Regions from separate parts of the Mus musculus genome. Here regions 1, 2, 3, 4, 5 and 7 are each linked to region 6. Evidence: chromatin contacts called from public Hi-C and promoter capture Hi-C data. All regions are on one chromosome and are shown on one strand. The core of a region is the stretch at or near the end of the contact, and the rest is flanking DNA. Distances in the headings are between cores, read along the strand shown.

Region 1 (2,700 bases), core at 100-2,599, 1.5 Mb after region 6:
ATTTTCCAAGTACACTTGTTAATGCCAAAACCAAAAAGAACTCTAAGCAATTCCATCTGAAGACACCGTCATTCTAAGGATCTAAAAAGAAACAAACTGGAAAAAGTGAAAAAGTGCAATTCAAACCTCTTCAACTCAGAGACTAGAAGACAGAGAAGAGATCTTTTAAAGGTTAAGTTCCTTTTAAGTGTGTGCAAAGGGTGTTTGTAACCTCCTAACAATGCAGACATTATCAACAGAGTCTATGCTCTTTAAAACTGTTCAACAGCTTTTATATACAGCATTAACTCTGAGCACCAGAAAGAGATTCTGTTGTGCTAAACCAAGCTCTGACCAAAATCTCACACTTTCTCCCCGGAATCAGTCTCTAAACCAATGAGAAGCTCCTTAAAAAGCATATGCAATGGTCGGAGAAAATTAAAACAACATCCTGTCAGAACCACCACAACCGAGACACCACTACCGACTTTAAATCCAAAGCCTGGGACCTAGCGAAGAAGGCACCCTCCAGAGCCGTCCCCGCTCCTGGGTGCGAGATTCGAGCCCTGCTACTAGGCCTTGACTGGGCGAGCGAGCACCTGATGTGGGGGGTAGGGCGAGCCAAAGCGGCCCCAGGGCGAGAACTGCAAGAGCTCCGGAGGATCGAGAGGAGCGCTGCCTTCTAGGGGCGGGAATCTAGGACACCCCCGGGGGTGGGCACGAAGAACACGTGGGGCGACAGGGTCAGGGAAGCGGCGTCTCGGGTAGACAGCCGCGATCTCGCCCAGCGGACCCGGAGAGGAGGACTCGGGTGCGGTGCAGGAAGCAAGCCCTCGGGGCCGGGAGAGTGGAGGCAAAGGGCAAGGGAGCCGGGGCCAGGCCACGAGGAGGGCGGGTCTCCCTGGGAGCAGGGGCACGCGCCGGGCGGACGCGAATGGGCCCCCGAGTCCCGAGCAGTCCGCGGCCTGGTCCCCGGGGTGCGGGGAAGCGGGAGCGACCGCACCCGGAGGGCCCTGTGACCCGTAGCCGCCCGAACCTGACCCGCCCCGCGGCGCCTCCCTCCAGCCTCCCTCTCTTTCCCTCCCTTCATCCCGCGGCCCGTTATCCTGCGGCCGCCGCACTCACCAGCGGCTGCACCTGAGCCCGCCGCTGCCTCAGCTGCTGCCTTGCTCCTCCGCAGCCGCCGCTGCCTCGCTGCTGAGGCCGAATCCCGGGGGAGCCTCCGCGTCCCGCCGCCGCCGCCGCCTCTGCCGCTGCCGCTGCCGCCAGAGCAGAACACCCCAAAATGGCGGCACTTCCGGCACCTACCACCGGCGGGGAGGGCCGCCGCGGAGGGGGCGGGCGGCGAAGGGGAACGTACCACCGCGGCGCCGCCCGCCAGCGCCGAGCCGAGCCGAGCGCCGCGCAGGGGCGGGCGGAGGGCCGGCGCTGCAGCGCCCCCTCCGGCCGGGGAGTGAAGGAGCAGTCGCTCTGAAACCCTGGGGGCCGCGGGCGGAGCCCTCAGCCCTGGGAGCTGTAGGGGTGCATCTCTTTGTCTCAGAGCTGCACTGGAGGGAAGACCCCGGCCTGGGAATCTGAAGTTCTTGCCTCTGCGCACCGCACTAGCTGCACCTCTGGCGGGCAAGCAACGCAGCTTGGCAATGAAAAATACACATAATAAATATCGAATGAATGAATGAATGAATGAATGAATGAATGAATGAATGAATGAATGATGGGTGCTTGGCTAACACTGGACGCAGGGCACACCCTTTCTTTTTGCACATCAGCATACAGACAACTGTATCCAGGCCTTCCTTCTGATGGAATGTGTGTTGCAAGCTTTCAGAGTTAGGGAAGTGCCTGTACAGAGATGTTCAACTGCATGCATGCGCAATCTGGCAAAAATCCCTGCGGCACCAGAAAGCTCTTAAGTATTCTATTAAGAGACTACCCAGTCCAAACCTACTCTTCTTGGGAAAAAAAATAACAATTAAAACACTTTTTACGAATCCAGCACCCCCTTTTAGGATTCGGTATTCCTAACCTGCATCTAGCTGGATTCACGCATTAAGTGTGTTGTTTATTACACAAAGTCAGTGAAATGTGAGACAATGAAATGCAGATTGAGAAAACTTAGTTCTGGGAGGTCAGGGCTCCATCAATTTACAAATTACTCATGAGTTGGCAATTATTTCTCTTTATCACTTAGCTTCCTAAAGCAAAATATATATCCACAAATGCCGGTTATACCCTACCCTACCCTACCACACTCACTAAGGCAGCCCCCACCCCTGCCCCAAGCAGCAGCCAAGAGTTTTCCCCTGTGCTAGAGGCACAAACAATCATGTAGATCAAAACAATTAGCCCCTAGGTTGTTCATTATCAAATTACCTAAATTGTACTGTAAAGCTTTGGTTGTTTTTTGTTTTTTTTTTTTTTTGTTTGTTTTGTTTTTTTGAGAGTTTCTCTGTGTAGCTCTGGCTGTCTTAGAACTCCCTCTTGTTACTGAGACTGACCTCAAACTCACTTGGTGATCCGCCTGCCTCTGCCTCCCCTAAATGCTGGGATTAAAGGCGTGTATCGCCACACCCGGCCTGTTCGTTCCAATTTTCAAATTGGTTTTCTACCTTCTTGTTGTTGATTGATGGGAATGGAGTTAGAGATGTAACTTGAATTAGTTGCATATAGATGGATACGTTAGGAAAAATTAGAGTGGTTATGAAAGATGGAACACTGGTA
Region 2 (2,700 bases), core at 13-2,512, 1.2 Mb after region 6:
TCACTCTCTGAGTTCAAGGCCAGCCTGGTCTACAAAGTGAGTCCAGAACAGCCAGGGCTCTGTTACACAAGGAAACCCTGTCTTAAACCTCCCCCAAATCCCCAACCCCTGGGGAAAAAAAAAAAAAAAGTCCAAAGAGAGGGGATTAGCCACAAGTCCTATGTATGGCATTTAGGCATTCTTCCCTTGGCAAGAGGTGAATTTGATTCCAGAAGTGGCCAGTTGTAATGATACTGTCCCCTGCACAGAGTTGTTAAGAAATCTGGTCATAGCCAGAGATGTAGCTCACTGTGCTTAGCATAGACAAGGTTCTGGGTTTAATTTCCAAAACCACAAAAACAAAACAACAAAATAGACATCTGGTCCATCAGAACCCATGTGGGAAGCTAGTAGTTTAAGGAGCCCCAGTTTCTGTGCTCCAGATGTGATTCATTCCGTAGCATATCCCGAGACCTTGCAGGTTGGCTTTTGACCCACCTTGGTTAGCTGACCAAATCCCTGGGGCCATTTCTCTTCCTGATAGGGGTCCTTGGGATATGTCTTCACTGGTGACCGATCTCCATGTCGATACAGCTGAGCAAAGAAAATGGTGTGTCTATAGAATCAGAAGGGTCTTCTAGTTAAGGACAGGACCCACCTCTGCACATGCCAGGAAAGGAAATTTCACTCCATCTTTCTCTACTGAGCGATGAAAAAAGACCCCAGTTCGGGCGATGCAATGTAACCTGAGATAATAGGTAAAGCCCCAAAGCACAGGTAGAAGAGTAGTGAAAGCAACGCCTTCTGGGGGAGGAAGTGGGCAATGGGACTGGGAAAACAAAGATCAAAGTCGTCTTTATGGGTGACTTTCAACCTTTTAACTAAATTCCCATCCTAGGGAAGAATATCTCCTACTCGGTCGTCCTGCCCTAAAAAAAAAAAAAAAAAAAATAGCCTAGGGCTCCAAATCAATTCTTAATCCAGCCGCACAACCCACTATGGGCCAGCGGTTTCCTAAACCGGTTCTTTCTCCTCCTTGAGAAGTGAGACCCCGGCCCCAGAACACAAGCTCTGCCCCTCCCTCTACCAGCCGGCCTTTGCCCTTTCAGCTTTGGCGAACCCGTTGGTGACTCCGTCACCCATTACCAAGGTAACAAAGCGTAGACTCCGGGCCTGTATGGGTGGCATCACCGTTAGGCACATGCCAAGAAGGAACTGGAGAAGAGCCGCCTGGCTCCAACCAGTCTGTCTGCCGGCCATCACTGTTGTAGGCTGTGTAGCAAGAGGCCGGAACGCCTTGGGCGGTACCTGCTGCAGCCGCCCGGATGCATTCGTAAGGACACTTGCCGGAAGTGCAGCCTTCGCCATCTTTCTTTGGGTTGCGGGAGACCGGGAATGAGAAAGTCTGGTGGGAGAAGGCGGAATTTGGGAGGGAATGCAAATGGAGAAGGTTTGCGATTGGCGGTGATGAACGAGGGTGGGACTGTTGCGCGACCTTCCGGGCAGAAAAGGCTTAAACACCTCGCTTTTGTAGAGGCGCTAGGTCAGGCTTACCCCTTCTTCTACAAAGCTGGTGCTTGCCCTGGTTGGGGTCTGGGCCTGGAGAGCGAGTGCCTGCTTTGAGGAATGCTTCTGAAAATGATCCCAGAGCCTCGGCTGGTGCAAAACTGGGGCAAGGTGTGGGGAAGTACAGAGCCTAACTTTCTGCTCTTGGGTGTGTAGTTTAGTGTAAGCCTTGGCTTAGACACTGTTCCGATAAGCGGGCTTGTTTGAGATGTAGGGTACTGCATGTAACCAGCCCTTTGGACTCCCTGTGTCCTTGAGGTAGATCCAGTCTAGTCTGCCATTCATGTCCTGAACAAACCTTCGTACTCCCCAGTTTTTTTCAGCTCTTTTCTTGTGCTTACCGATTTCTAAATTAAATTAGACTCAAACGTCATGTTTGAGGAGGAGTTGGATTGCATAGGATGTTCCGATTTCCCAAACCCACTACATTGAATTCTTATGGGAGGAATCTCAGAAAACTACATCAGTTTTGATGCAGGCATATAACTGGAATTGCCACAGAATCAGAGTTCCTCCAGACATTAGCCTTTAGGATTTGGAGGCAGGCAGCCAGTTGGGTGTCTGGATGTTGTGATTCCAAACCTTAGAGTGACACACAGTTGCAGATGAGATCTTGGGCCCTTGATATGCTTTAATGCAAATCTGATCAGAATTGATACTGTCCCAGGACTCCAAATAAAATTATGTACCTTACTGCCTAAACTTTACTTTCGATGTCACCTTGAGAAAGACTTGGGGAGAATAAGAAGGCTTCAAAACTAAATAGTTTTAAACTTAAAAACAAACAAATCTATGTGGTGCATGCCTTTACTTCCAGCACTTGGAGAGGGGGGTAGATGTCTGAGTTGTATGTAGGCCAGCCTGGTCTATAGAGCAAGTTCCAGGACAGCCAGCGATACATGGAGAAATACTGTCTGGAAAAAACAATGATGAAACAAAATATTTTCTATGTATGGGTGTTTTGCTTGCATGTATATCTGTGAACCATGTATATACAGTGTCCTTGGAGGCAAAAAGGCAGCATAGGATCCCCTGTAGACTTTAAGCAGCTGTGTGGGTGCTGGGAATAGAACCTGAGCCCTCCTCTGAAGGAGTTGCCAATACTTCTAGCTGCTTAGCCTGCAGCCTCAGTTCTTTTTTTTTTTTTCTTTCTTT
Region 3 (2,700 bases), core at 161-2,660, 1.5 Mb after region 6:
TGCCCACCTGTACCGTGCGTGCCAGAAACCGAGAACACTCCTCAAAGAGAGATGTCAGCTGATACATGTCTGACACCTCGTAAATTTCCTGCAGCTCATCAGCTCGAAGTTTCACAGTCCCATGGTATATATAGTCAACTAGGAGCTGGAAAACAGACTCGCTGACATCCTGCAGCACAATCACCCGGTTGTGAGCCTCCTTCAGGTTGGATGTGAACATGGATCGGAAGAAGCAGCTCTGAGCTGACAGGACCAGCCGGTGCAGCTGAAACTCTCGGCCTTCCACTGAAATGGTGACATCAGCAAAGAGCTCCTCCTCTAAACACAGTTTCATGATGCCCTGAGCCACTCGGCCTGAGTGAGACCGGTCTTTGAAAGTATAGTTCACAAAGTAGTTTTCATCCATGGATGCTCCAGGCTCCTCTGGTGACTCCATGGTAGCCAACTTCTCTCTTTGCCAACTATCTGCAAAGCAATATCACCCTAAGTATTTGGGTAATTCACAGACACAGTCCATGAATCCAACTGTCCAAGTCAAGACAGGGAGAAGGGAGACACTGGAGCAAAGTGGGTCCAGAATGGCCTTATTCCTGGTCTTGCCAATGTGGCCTATGCCATTCCTCCAGTTTTCCTGCAGTGGGGCCTCTCCTCCAATGAATTCAATTAAAAGTTCCAACTCTGTTGTTTTTCCTTGAGGTAAAATTGGATATTCCTGATCGTGATGTAACAAAAGACTTGGGACTTAGGTTAGCTCATGAAAAAGACGAAGGAGGAAGCCTATGATCTTAAAACCAAATAATTTGGATATACAACTAATGAGACTCTGGAGAAGCATAATTAGGCCAAACTAAGACATCCAGGTATTGTTGTTACATTCCCTCTTTGCCTGGACATAAGAGTGCAGACCCCCCAATACTGAGGCTTGGGCCTGGACTTCCACTTTTACTCTTTTCTAAGCTGCTGTTTCTTACTTACCTCTCGCTCCAGTGAGTTCTTAAAGAAGCCCTTGAGAGCCCAGCCGTCCCCGGCCGGGGGCACAAGGAAGTCCATAACCCTGTGCAATCTGACCGTGCCACCTGGAGTCGCCTAGGAAACGGTCTCCAAGGAAACCGTCCATCGTCTCCCCCCCCCACCCCGCCCCCCATTAAAAAAGCTTAGCTCAAGAGCCGGCGCGGTGTAGAACTTAGAACCCAGAACGCCCACCCTTTCCCTTTCTCTCACCGGTGCGGTTCGTTGCGTCTTCTTCTCTTCGGCCTCCGCTGTACCGAGATAGGGCTACGTACACCTCACGGTTTCCCCACCTGCGGGTCTTTCTTACCTGCGATACCTCCTTTCATGCCAGGGCTCAGATCCGGAACCTCTGCTTCCCGCCCCGCGTCCGCCCGGAAGAAGAGTCACTGCACATTTCCACTTCCGGTCCGTGCCCTTGGGGCTCCGTGGCCTGCGTGTGTTCTCCGGCTACTTAGTCGGCACACTAAGGAACATGGCGGCGGCTGCAGCCAGGGTCTGGTGTCGTGGGCTCTTGGGGGCCGCTTCCGTAGGCAGGGGTGAGCAAGGAACAGCAGCAGGTTGAGACCACGGGCAGCACGGAGACCTCCCCGAGTCTCACCCGCGCCTTTGTGCCTTTTCTCTCCCTGTGCAGGGGCTGGGCGACCCTCCGTGCTGTGGCAGCACGTAAGAAGGGAGAGCGCGGCGGCTGACAAGCGCCGTGAGTATGTGCGGATGGCGCTTTTTCCCCCAACGTTAGCTGGGGCCTTTCGTTGTTTCTGTCAGATGTTTGTCCTTGCCTTGGAATGTCCTTCCCTCCTGGCAAATCTCTGCTTGTCCTTGGAGATTGCTATGGTCTCCACTTTGCTGTTAGAATCGAGCACTTCCTGTGCCCTAGATATTTGTTCCCTTCTGATCTTGATCGCCTTTTGCTCGTTATCAGGATTTGATTTTTTTTTTTGTCCTCCGATGAAATTGTCTTTGAGCGCAGGTAACAAAAACTTTTGAGACTCAAAGTCCAAAATAATTGTAGCTCACATCAATTTAGTATTTACTAGGCACCTTGGACTTCATAAGAGCCTGATGAGACGCATAACGTTTTACTGTCCATATAGATGTAGATCATGAAGCGGTCCAGATAATTAAATTATTCAGTCACAGTTCCAGTGAACGACAAAGCAGGTCTGTTTCCAAGTGCAGAAAATACTTAATCCTTGATTCTGTGATGTGTGGGTGCTCAAGTACTTGAATGACCCTGTGGTGATTTTATGTTCAGTCAACAGAATCACACTGGGAAATAGAAAGCTTCTTTTCATTCCAGGACATCTATTACACAAAGTGACAGGGGATAGAGTATGGGCAATGAGGTAATCTTTCAGGGTCCTTCAGCCCTGAAGTTCTCTGATTAAGAACTTGGTATAAACAAGTACCAAGAAGGGAAAGAGAAACAGAAGTCTGGTTTCCATCCTTAAAGAGCTCTGAGTCTGAGAGAGGAGCTGCCACTGTTGCATTGTTACCATGAGTACAGGAAGTGAGGAACAGCTGTGGAACAGTGGAGAAAAGAAGCAAAGATTGCCCAACACAGTAACAAGAGTGTATGGACCGAGAAAGAGAAATGGTGTTGCACTCTGAGTTTTTTCTTTTTCTTTTTTTTTAAAGATATTTTTATTTTTTTATGTATGTGAATATACTGCAGCTGTCTTCAGACACAGC
Region 4 (2,700 bases), core at 114-2,613, 1.7 Mb before region 6:
CCTGTCCGCTGAAGTACTTCCATGCTCTTCCAGAGATCAGATTTTTGTGTCCCCTTAAAGCTTCCCTTCAGGGCAGGGGAGATTGCTTGGTGGGTAAAGTATTTGCTGCTCAAGCATAAGGCCTGTTTTCAGAGTCAGGGCCACAGCTTGTGCATCAACAAGTGAGTTTCGGTCACCTGTCCTTCCTAAGTCAGCTAAAACAGTCAAATTAATAGTGCAGAACAGCAGGAAAAGAAAAGAATAAAAAAAGATTTGGGAAAAGTTATAAAGAGACCCAGTACCTTCCACCAAAGCCATGTTTTAGGTTCTGATGTGCAGTTATGGTTTAAGAATGGGCCAGAGTAACATAAATCTAAGCAAGTCAAAGTGTGGTCCAGCCAGCTCACCACTGGCCCCTCATTGCCTCCCCTGTAAGGTGTTCTGGAAGTGTTTGCCCACGTTTTAGGTTTTCTTTTATCCCAGCATGAAGTCCCTTGATGGGGGTGAATCGGTTCCTGTTTTGATTTTATTGTTTTGATTGTCTTACAGTAAAAAGTATAGGACACAAATATCTCTTTAATATCCTCCCACAAAACAAAAATAAAATGATTTTGGTTTTTACTGGACCAGGTCCAATAAAAAAATTTGAGTTTCCCAGAATTGCTCCATAAGCTCTGTTCTTGTAGGATACTTTTCATTCATCTTACAACTGTTAACGCTACTACACAGTAGAGTTTTCTGGAATTCCGAATTATTGGGAACAAGTATAAAGTTCATTGTGGGAGCTAAGGCAGTCATTCAAAAAAATGGAGCGAAAGCGTGCTCTGCAGACAAAGGGGAACCGTAAACCTTCATCTGAAAAGTCTGAGGAATTAACAATCCGAAAGCGGTTATTACTAAGACGTAATCACAAGCACTACTCCAGCTCCTCCCGGACTTCTACTATATTCTTCCCTTTCCGGTTCCATTCCTTCCTGAAATGTGAGCTAAACCCAGTTAGGTATCACTGGCCAATCAGCGCGCAGCCTTCCGCAGTCGTAAGGGCCGCCTCTGCCAATGAGAGATCCCTGCGCTTCGGTGGTGCGAGGTAAAGCTTGTGGGCGGAGCCAAACGTTGAGCGGCTTGTGAGCGAGCCACTGTCTTAATACGGAAATGCGGCTCTGAGCGCGCCGAAGGGGATTGTGGGCGGGGCTACGAAACGAAGGCTAACCAATAGGAGACATAGTACGCTTACAGGAAAGAGAAGTCACCAATAGACACATGGATATGACTATGTAGGCGGGTCTTAGACCTAAAGCGTTCAAAAAATCACGTCTATTCGCTGCGTCTTCGCCGTCACGGCGGCACCGCCTCCTCGTCCCATTCATTCTTTTTTTTTTTTTCCTTCCCCATTCACCGTAGTAGTGAGGCCTAGTCACGAGCCATGGAGTGCGCTCCCCCGGCGGCCGGCTTCCTGTACTGGGTGGGCGCGAGCACCATTGCCTACCTGGCCCTGCGAGCCTCGTACTCGCTCTTCAGGGCCTTCCAGGTGTGGTGCGTGGGCAACGAGGCCTTGGTCGGTCCGCGACTCGGAGAATGGGCAGGTGAGTGGAACCACAAGCCGCGACCACGCTGTGGCCCTTGTTCCCCTGTCGCTCGCGCTCAGCGAGCCCGCTCTGGAGCGCGGAAACTTCTCCAGACCCTGAGCGCACTGGCGGGGTGGGTGATCTGACCTGCTGCTGCCTGGTGGGCACGGAGGAGACCTTTCTTAACTCCCCGGACTTGTCCTGTTGGAGCCCTCCTGGGCAGGCGGCCGGAGTCAGGCGCATTGTCCGCTGTGTCCCTTGCAGTGTTTATTTATTTTTTAAAATAAAGTTTTTCACTTGGCTTGAAAACTGGCCCTGTGCTATGGATGAGAGCATAGGTGAAGATAGGAAGAAGGGTTGCAGGGACAACGATTTCAGAAGTTAGGATCTTGGGAAACTTGATTCTCCAGTTACTTGAATTGGGTTTGTTTCATGTAATTTAACAAGTCCTTTTGGGGAGGGGGGAGGTGGAGGCGGTGTCGGAGGAAATCTTGGTAAATTATTCTGGAGTTTCAATGACTAAGAAGCGCTGTTCTGGGAAAACAAAGTCTTCCTATCGTATTCAGTACTTTTTGCAAGAGTTTGCGGAAAATGTCTTTACAAAAAGTGACCAAAACACGCGAACCTTCTTCTTTTCAGTTGACAGATTTTAAAAATGAGAACGAAGGTCGTATCAGAGAAGTTGAGAAAATCCTAGTTCAGCCCTCTCACCTTTGTTTCTATTTTTTGAGAGAAGGGCTTTAAAACAAACACCCATGTAATCATGATGTATGTGTGGCTCTCTGGTGTTTTGTAACTCACTGTTCACGACTCAAACATTTTATAGAATATTGGGGTGCGGTTGCCTACGGACTAAACACAGGACAGAAATCATGTTACTTTTCAGGTTTGTTCTGTTCATTAAAGAACATTTAAACGACTTAGAAAAGACATGACAGTTAATCTTTTGGGACAACACCCTAATAATAGGAGAAAATATTTCAAGTAGAAATGAGTTTGTGAGCCCCTTTCCTTGATGTGGGGCAAACAGTGATTTTATACAACTTTCCAAAATCACTTTTCATAGTCCCTGGGGGAAAAAGTGCTCGCTGTGATTAAGATTCAGATGATATAATTTCACAATTGACTTGGTCAGTTTCTTTGTTGTCAGCTTGGA
Region 5 (2,700 bases), core at 131-2,630, 1.4 Mb after region 6:
TCCCTAAACCCACAAGGCCACAGGCCTTCCTTCCCTCCTCAGTCTAGCCTTAAGCTTAATAAACATAGATGATGTGTTAGGGGGTTGACAACACCTTTGTTGAGGTGCTGCTTCTGTTTGCAAAGTTCATCTGCCCCAAGAAGGAACAAAAGAAGAAAATGGCAGAAATCTGTGACACTTCTAAGGTCTTTGCAGACTTAAACATTGCTTTTTACACTCTACCCTATGGGCCCCATCCCTAGATGTCTCCAAGCCTCCTGCCTCCTCCTCTTCCCACACACAGACACACACCTCGATGACATTGGAGACAAGGTACGGCAGGGTTTTGTTCACTTTGATTTTCTCACTGTTCTCTTTGATTTTGTCTTTCATGGCTTGGAGTTCATGGGTGACTCGCAATACTTCACTCTTCATGATCTGGGATAAGAGAAAACCAATGTTCAACCCTGATTCAGCCTGCATTCATTACAGCCCTCTAATAGATGAGGTCCAGGTTACCCGGGAGACCCATCCAACCAGATCTCAGGCTTTCTGAAGGCCCAGCCTGTACATGTCCAAACTGCAGAGGTCAGGACAAGAGGCCAGTGGGAAAACCTCCTGACAAAGCGGCTGTGGGACAGGGCTAGGTATTTTCCATGGGTTTGAGTGTGAATTCATCCCTCTCTGAGCCTCGGGTTCCTCATCTGTAAAATGGAGATCTGAGAACTCCGCTGCCTGCACCGGAGCCAGGAGCCCACCTTGATCTCGCTGTCTAACAGCCGTGTGCGCTGGACAATCTCTTCCGTGGACATCTTGAGCACCTCCTCCCCAATGCCATCTTGCTGTTCAAATAAGAGAAGAAGTACTTATTTACTGTAACTCAGAGCTGCCATCCCACGGTCCCACAGCCCCCTCAGCGCCTGCTTCCTTAACCCAACAGCAGGATGAAGTCGGGACAACCCAAGAAGCTCTGCAACCAGTCCAGACCGGACCTGGCCTTCCAGCCACCTCCTTTCCCGGCCTCCAAGAACGTCTAACCTTATAGCCCAAACTTTGGGACGCCCCTCAGGTCTCCCAACACTCACCTCAGCTTCATCCCACACGGTCGCCATCTTCTCCTGCCGAGTCACTGGACTCTCGGGCGTCGGCAGCAGATTCATTTCCTGCATGAAGAGGCCGAAACTGGGAGTGCGCACGAGCCCCTGAGGGAGCCCAGCGCAGCCTTTCTCAACGTCTTCTCTCCACCCGTGGAGAACTTCACCCGCGATTCCTGACGCGACAGAACGGGTTCTGTCCGCGTCTCCGAGCGAATCTGCCGCTGGGACTCCACGAACCAAACCGAGGCTACAGGGCCCGCCCCGTGGCTCGCCGGTTGCTCCGGTTTGTGCGGGAGCGAGGGCTGGGCTGCTATTGGCCGGCGTACAGGCGGGGCGGGGCTTGCTGCACAACCGGAAGAGGCGGGAGGCAGGAGAAAGCCGCGGAGTCTTTCGGGAAATGCAGTTTTTAGCCTGGCGGATAACTGAAAAGGAGTTTGCACAGGTGCCGGTGCAATCTAAGAACCCAGGTAAACTTGGAATTCACGGATTTGCAAAATGTCCAGTGTGGTGGCGCATGCCTTTAGTCCCAGAACTCTGGAGGCAGAGGTAGGCGGATCTCTGAGTTTAAGGTTAGCCTGGTCTAGAGTGAGTCCAGGAGAGCTAAGGCTACACAAAGAAACTCTTGTCTCAAAAACCAAAAACAAAAGGGAGGGAGGAAGAGGGGGGGGGGAGAGGGAGAGAGAGAGAGAGAGAGAGAGAGAGAGAGAGAGAGAGAGAGAGAGAGAGAGAGAGAGAGAGAGAGAGAGAGAGAGAGAGAGAGAGAGAGAGAAAGAAAGAGAAAGAAAGAAAGAGAAAGGTTGAAAAGAAACTGCTAGGTTTGATGGCACATGCCTGTCATCACAGACACTGAGCCACTGCAAAGATGAAGCAGAAGGATTGCTGCATATTAAGGCCACCCTGTGCTACATAGTGTATTTCTAGCTATTCTGGTCACACTGTGAGTCTTAAACAAAAATAGCCTAACAAAACCCAGATAAACCATTGCTTCTACTAATATTAATGCAGATCTAACTGTCCACATAGGGAAGTTATTTTTGTTACAATGTACTGTATATATGTTTCTACTCTTGTTTAAAGTATTATATCTACACAACTCATGTGCTGTAAAGTTCTAGTCCTTTAAAAAATTTTATTTATTTATTTTGATTTTTCGAGACAGGGTTTCTCTGTGTAGCCCTGGCTGTCCTGGAACTCACTCTATAGACGAGGCTGGCTTGAATTCAGAAATTCACCTGCCTCTGCCTCTGCCTCTGCCTCTCAAGTTCTGAAATTAAAGGCCACCACTGACTGGCAGATTTATTTATTATTATAAATAAGTACACTGTAGCGATCTTCAAATGAACCAGAAGAGGGTGTCAGATCTCATTATGGGTGGTTGTGAGTCACCATGTGGTTGCTTGGGACTTTCAGAAGAGCAGTCTTACCTACTGAGCCATCTCTGCAGCCCAAGTTCTAGTCCCTGAAAGCTGCTATTACAAACTGTTTAGGATAATCTGAAAGGCAAGTTAGTAATTAGTTACCCATAAATAATGACATTTATGGTCATGTTAGATACTAGTTTAGTTAATTACAGAAATAAGCTTTATTTAGTCTAAAGATGTTTTCAAAGTTACACAGGTTGTAA
Region 6 (2,700 bases), core at 184-2,683:
GAGAGTCGGGCAGAGACTTGGATGACTTTAAGGCTCTGGCCAATGCAAGCCTCTTATGTTTGATTCATATGATCCTTCGGTACCAAGTACTGAGCTAGATTATAGTCTGATGGAGCTGACATACAATAGCTAAACAATCCCAGTACTATGTACTAAAACCGGAGGGTGGGGGGAAGACACCAAATGAGGTGAGCCCCTGTGCAGGTTGGGCCCAGGAAACTGGAAAATAACAGCTGTCACAGGGAAAACAGGAGGCACGAGGGTGTGGGCTGGGGCATGTGATGTGAGAGAACAGCATGTCCAAAGCGCTGGAAATGAGAGGCTCGTAATGACGCTGTAGTCAGAGAGTGGTGCCAATTAATGCCATTAAATTGCTGACTAAATTCTAGATTCTTTCATTGCTCATTCCCAAGATGGGGAAGGTGACTACCCATAGGATCAACACAAGGACAAATCGGAACAGTTCTCTGCTGGATAGCTCCAGCCCTCCATCCCAACTAGCCCATCTTAGCCCAAGTGCAACGGTTGCTGCACTTGTTCAATCAGCAAACTCTGCCAGAATCTCCAAAGAATCAAAGGATTCCCAAAGGAGACAGGAGAATATTGCCCTGCACATCTCTGATTCCCACATAGAATCCAGTTCAGAGTTTTGTGCAAAATAACTGCACTGTGTCTGCTAAACAGAACGTAAAAGAAATGAATTCATTTGAGGGCATAATTACTGCCTCAACCCACGTCCTCTGAAACCTTTGTCCTTTCTCCCAAACCCACTCCTGCCGCATAAAAGGGCGTCTCCTTTATCCTTATGCCTTTCTGTATGCAAATACCAAGATTCTCTGCGAGGAAGTGGATTTTGAAATCGGAAGATTCTGAGTGGAATCTTACTGGATTCATGGTATTGCGCAAGTCATTCAAACTGGGGCGCCCTAAGCTTACTTCATCTGCAGAGTAAGACTAACAAGCATCTGTTTTATTCGTGTTTATGAAATGAACGTTACCAGGATGAGATGAAAATAGAAAATAGGACAGTTTGTGTAAGGCAATCACCGCTCAGCCTCACATATGAACAGGACAATGAACTGTTAGAAAGGGCCCGGTAACAGGTCTGTCAGCCACCGGCCGGAGTCACCGCAACCCCTGTCTTTCCCGGGGACGCGAAATGCGTAGGAGATCCGAGGTCCCTCCAGACTCAGCCCACGCGGGGCGGACGCAGCGCGGTCCTGCGTCACCGGCGGGTGGCTACCAAGCGGGACCACACATGGTGGGAACGTGAGGGGGCGGAGCCTGCGCCGACGCTGCTGACCAATGGAACAGAGGGAGGGTCCCACCGGGTCTCACCCAATCACAGAGGCGATCCAGACTCCTTGGGGCGGAGTCATGCCAGGGAGAGGCTGCATCATAGGTCGCTGGGCGGGCGCTGGGCGGGACCAACGGGGCGGTCGGGCGGAGCGGCAGACCGAGACCCAGTCCAGGCGGCGATGGCGGCGGCTGCTGTGGTGGCAGCGACGGTCCCCGCGCAATCGATGGGCGCGGACGGCGCGTCCTCGGTGCACTGGTTCCGCAAAGGACTACGGCTCCACGACAACCCCGCGCTGCTAGCTGCCGTGCGCGGGGCGCGCTGTGTGCGCTGCGTCTACATCCTCGACCCGTGGTTCGCGGCCTCCTCGTCTGTGGGCATCAACCGATGGAGGTGAGGGGACCCTATGCTGCGGGGTGGCAACACCAAGCGGACTCCCCTGGGCCCAGGAACTCCAGCCTGCGGCCACTCTGACACAGCGTTTTTGCCCAGTGTGGCCCGCTCTGAACTCCTGGGAGGCCTGGGGGACAGAGGTCCCTCTATGCTGACGAGACTCTCGTCAAAAACGCGAAGTCAACCTGAGGGAGGATCTGCAGCCAGTCCCTGGAAGAATGGGGACTGGGCTTTTAGGGGTGTGCTGTGGGAGCGGAGAAAAGCTTCTTCAAGAGAAGTAGCCCCTCGTGGACCCCCCCCCCCCAAGGGCTTCCCTAAGCCTCGGATTTGTTTGACTCTCCCCCACGCCTCTTTTCCCATCCCGCGTAACCTCTCTTCACAGACAAACGTGGTGGTGATCAGGGAACCTAGCTTAGCATTAGCCGGTTTTAAAAAGACCCCAAGGGCATCATCGGGTAATGGCACTTTTGTGTTCTTGACGCATTTTTTTTAAAAAACATTGATTGGGAAAGGACATGCATGGCATGGCAGTGTATAGAGTTAAAAGGACGACTTGCAGGTTCTCACTCACCATACGGTTCCAGGGTGGAAAGCCGGGTGCCTTTACCCAATGAGCAATCTCTCAGGAGGTCCCCTAACCCATCTGAGAGGATCCCTGTGTAGTTATAACGTTGCTAGAAAGATATTCAAAGAGGGTTGCATCACCCGTCAGCTCTTCCGCCTGTTGTCATGAAGTGTTTTTTAGGAGAGCTGGGCCATTACAGATGAGACTTTTAGGAGCTGATGTGGAAAAACAAGAACACAATATGAAGATTCGGTGATAACTCCCAGGAGGCTGAACCCTTTCCCAGCATGCTGTGACATAATAAATCGGCATCTGATGTATTTTCTCTGTAACCAGTCTTCAGAAACAAGACGTTTTGATACACCATGTTCCCATCACTGTCTAAAGGCCTCCCTGCAGTAGCTTGGTTTGTTTGCATTGTTATGAGAGGTGTTTGCTTATGGCC
Region 7 (2,700 bases), core at 103-2,602, 2.0 Mb before region 6:
GTGGCCTAACACTGCTTCCAGGGAAGAGCAGGAAGTGCTCTTCAGCCCTGAGCCATCTTTGTAGCCCCAAGCCATCTCTCCAGCCCCAAGATATACCTTTTTAATAAAACGAATGTTCATTACACGGGTACTTTTAAGAAAAGCTGCCTAGTGAGCTGGGCCTGATGGTTCATGCCTGTATCCAGCATCAGGTGGTTGACACAGGTGGACTTAAAGGCCTGCCTGGGCTAAATAAATTCCAGGCAATTCAGGCTGCAAATGGGACTTCATTTCAAAAACAAAACAAACAAAATCAACAAAACCAAACTGCTCTCAGAAGAATTACAATGCCATAGCACAGTCTCTGTTCCCATAACATGAGGCAGACATTTGTTTCCTGCAACACATCTATGTAGGTGGCAGGGCACAATTTTTTTTTTTCTCAACAGAAAAAAAAAAAAGCATAACAGCTTTGTTACAAGATGATACGCCCACCATACTAGTAGGCCGACCTGAAATACCTATAATAACATACATTGGCAGAGCCTGGAACCTAAGCTGGTTAACAGCTACTGTACCTGTTGGTAGTGCGCCTCTTAAGTTTCAATATGCAAATCAATCACCTGAGACTTCTTTAAAACATACTCATAATGGCTGAGTCTACCCTCGGGGAAGGGAAGCCGCAGTGCTTACATATTTAATACAGTCCCCTCCCCGGAGATGCCACTATCTGGGTTCTACACCTAGGTCTTTAACTTAGACTAGAGCTGCCCACCAAAGTCCACAAGACACGTGGTGCTGCTGCTGTAAGACCCAAAAATCTGGCCACACTGGATGTAAGTGGTCTGTAAGGACACATCGCTTTCTAAATTTCGGAAGAAAAAGTATGCCGATCACATATACATAACTTGTAATGAGCTGATATTTTGTATTTGATAACGAGCTATTTTTTTAATTCGATGTGTGACATGCATTACACAGTACGACTGCGCCGCTTAACACTCCATTACGAGACTTATTAAAAAAAAAAAAAAAAGCCTCTCTCAGATAGTTGAAAAGTATAACTTTTATTGCCCTACCAGAAACAATACTTACTTTTTAAAAAGACCTTCACCGTCTTCTCACTTCTGCTCAAGCTCCACCTAGTTTTATTATCTCCCCTCCGATTCCCACGCTTGGGGATCTTATAGCCTCCAGAAAAACGATAACTAGAAAGCCGTTTCCAGCCCTGAGGTGTGGCAGGACCGGCTTCCCCGACCGAGAGTAAAGGGACCGGTATCGTCTCCGAGGCACTCCGCGGGCTCCTCCTCCAGTTCCAGAGGCGACCTCCCCAAGATGGCGGACCGCAAGGAGTCGCTTCCGCTTCCGGTGTGAGCAGCCCGGCCGGGGGGGCAAGATGGCGGCGGCAATAGGGGTCCGCGGCCGGTTCGAGCTGCTACCTCGCTCCGGCCCGGGTTGGCTTCTCAGCCTTTCCGCTTTGCTGAGCGTGGTGGCTCGAGGGGCCTTGGCCACTACGCACTGGGTCGTCACGGAGGACGGGAAGATCCAACAGCAGGTAGCGGCCAGGGTGCCCCCTCTCTGCCCGCGCCCGATCAGGGGGAATCCCGGAGCCGGGCCCCTGGGTGGCTCCGCGCGGCCCCGCCCCCAGCTTGGCTTCCCACGGTCCCGGCCCACGGGCCGAGGCTTCCTGCGCTCCGACCTGGCGCCGCCCCCTCCCCTCTGGTCCCCTCGCCCCGGCTCCGCCGTGGGGAACTTCTCAGCCTTCCACCTTGGGGCCGCGCGCCGTCCCGGAACCGACCCCGGGGAGCTGAGACTTGAGCTCCCGGGTTAGGAGTCACGGATTCATCATTAGTTCTGCCTTTGGAGCCGCTGGACCAGGACCCGCGCGCCACCACCTCTCCCCGAGGAAGTAGAAAGCAGGTGGCAGTGCCGGGGAGTGTGCGCGTCCCAGGCCGGTGACAGCCAGGGTGGCATTAGTGAATGGATGGATCTTTTAATGCGCCTCCTCCAGCCTTGTCTCCCACTGATGGGATTTGTTTCGCGATGTGGTGGTTTGAGGCTGTGCCGTTAGCCAGGTCATTAGGGGCTCTTTAAAGACAACCCATTCTTGCTCCTTCTGAAGGAATGCCAGAAGATGCATGCCTCTGGTGGCGGTGCCCGCATCATTCAGTTCTTAAGTGCCCTCATTTCCCGGTGTATTTTACATTGCTTCCTAGTTCCTTTGACCCAGCCCGGCACTCAGCATTTGCAGTTTACTAGATTACCTATGCTTGAACTGATTTCTCAGAGGAGTGACCGCTTTTCTTATATAACTTTCTGATGCCTGCATCTGCATTTGCTTTCATACTGCTGATGCTTTAAGGACTGCGTGTGTGTGTGTGTGTGTGTGTGCGTGTGTGTGTGTGTGTGTGTGTGTGTGTGTGTGTGCGCGCGTGCTCGCGCGCGTGCTTCACCACAGAATCTTGTAAACTTAATGACTTCCAGCGCTTGACAACAATCAGGAAATGTCCAGGAGCCATTTAAAAAGTGAAGTGTGTACCCCTTGCAATTTAAGCATACTGACTCATGTTTTAACCAAAGGCGAGAGAGAGAAACTGATCCTTTTGATTAACTGTAGAAACACATCGCATGGTTTATATTTAAGATGAGACATTTCACAATGCAGCAAACCTAAACAAAATTTTTAAAATGCCCACACTTTGTGTTTCCAGTGTACTCTTT

Evidence for each region. Promoter capture Hi-C pulls out the DNA fragments that hold promoters and counts their contacts. A called contact is a pair of places that touch in the nucleus more often than the background predicts. Capture Hi-C pulls out chosen DNA fragments and counts their contacts.
Region 1: a contact with region 6 is called in a promoter capture Hi-C map of neutrophils, with 5 times the contacts expected there. The contact joins the promoter of Celf1 here to the promoter of Cry2 in region 6. A contact is called at or near these places in 2 of 39 promoter capture datasets (neutrophils and pre-B cells).
Region 2: a contact with region 6 is called in a promoter capture Hi-C map of adipose tissue. The contact joins the promoter of Acp2 here to the promoter of Cry2 in region 6. A contact is called at or near these places in 1 of 39 promoter capture datasets (liver) and 2 of 9 other capture datasets (adipose tissue and liver).
Region 3: a contact with region 6 is called in a promoter capture Hi-C map of pre-B cells, with 2.4 times the contacts expected there. The contact joins the promoter of Ndufs3 here to the promoter of Cry2 in region 6. A contact is called at or near these places in 3 of 39 promoter capture datasets (liver, neutrophils and pre-B cells) and 2 of 9 other capture datasets (adipose tissue and liver).
Region 4: a contact with region 6 is called in a promoter capture Hi-C map of pre-B cells, with 4 times the contacts expected there. The contact joins the promoter of Hsd17b12 here to the promoter of Cry2 in region 6. A contact is called at or near these places in 4 of 39 promoter capture datasets (embryonic stem cells, liver and pre-B cells).
Region 5: a contact with region 6 is called in a promoter capture Hi-C map of neutrophils, with 4 times the contacts expected there. The contact joins the promoter of Psmc3 here to the promoter of Cry2 in region 6. A contact is called at or near these places in 3 of 39 promoter capture datasets (liver, neutrophils and pre-B cells) and 1 of 9 other capture datasets (adipose tissue).
Region 7: a contact with region 6 is called in a Hi-C map of B cells, with 6 read pairs. The contact joins the promoter of Ttc17 here to the promoter of Cry2 in region 6. A contact is called at or near these places in 1 of 39 promoter capture datasets (pre-B cells), 1 of 484 Hi-C or Micro-C datasets (B cells) and 1 of 9 other capture datasets (adipose tissue).

What each region holds. Positions count from the first base shown.
Region 1 is chr2:90,939,046-90,941,745 of GRCm38.p6, reverse strand. Celf1 (CUGBP, Elav-like family member 1) reads right to left here and starts at 1,349. Exons shown (of 14, transcript NM_198683.2): 1 at 1,105-1,349.
Region 2 is chr2:91,201,474-91,204,173 of GRCm38.p6, reverse strand. It overlaps Acp2 (acid phosphatase 2, lysosomal), which reads right to left and starts at 1,262. Exons shown (of 11, transcript NM_007387.2): 1 at 1,126-1,262; 2 at 478-573. The coding sequence starts at 1,239. It also overlaps a transcript of Nr1h3 not described here.
Region 3 is chr2:90,903,431-90,906,130 of GRCm38.p6, reverse strand. It overlaps Ndufs3 (NADH:ubiquinone oxidoreductase core subunit S3), which reads left to right and starts at 1,410. Exons shown (of 7, transcript NM_026688.3): 1 at 1,410-1,547; 2 at 1,643-1,708. The coding sequence starts at 1,484. It overlaps Kbtbd4 (kelch repeat and BTB (POZ) domain containing 4), which reads right to left and starts at 1,391. Exons shown (of 4, transcript NM_025991.4): 1 at 1,222-1,391; 2 at 1-465. The coding sequence starts at 436.
Region 4 is chr2:94,156,572-94,159,271 of GRCm38.p6, reverse strand. Hsd17b12 (hydroxysteroid (17-beta) dehydrogenase 12) reads left to right here and starts at 1,363. Exons shown (of 11, transcript NM_019657.4): 1 at 1,363-1,562. The coding sequence starts at 1,403. Gm39885 (a long non-coding RNA gene) reads right to left here and starts at 1,108. Exons shown (of 3, transcript XR_866573.3): 1 at 1-1,108.
Region 5 is chr2:91,052,696-91,055,395 of GRCm38.p6, reverse strand. Psmc3 (proteasome (prosome, macropain) 26S subunit, ATPase 3) reads right to left here and starts at 1,380. Exons shown (of 12, transcript NM_008948.2): 1 at 1,065-1,380; 2 at 738-821; 3 at 292-417. The coding sequence starts at 1,148. It also overlaps Gm13778.
Region 6 is chr2:92,432,802-92,435,501 of GRCm38.p6, reverse strand. Cry2 (cryptochrome 2 (photolyase-like)) reads left to right here and starts at 1,433. Exons shown (of 12, transcript NM_009963.4): 1 at 1,433-1,690. The coding sequence starts at 1,479.
Region 7 is chr2:94,405,341-94,408,040 of GRCm38.p6, reverse strand. It overlaps Ttc17 (tetratricopeptide repeat domain 17), which reads left to right and starts at 1,352. Exons shown (of 25, transcript NM_183106.2): 1 at 1,352-1,534. The coding sequence starts at 1,376. It overlaps 2810002D19Rik (RIKEN cDNA 2810002D19 gene), which reads right to left and starts at 1,334. Exons shown (of 2, transcript NR_027831.1): 1 at 1,075-1,334.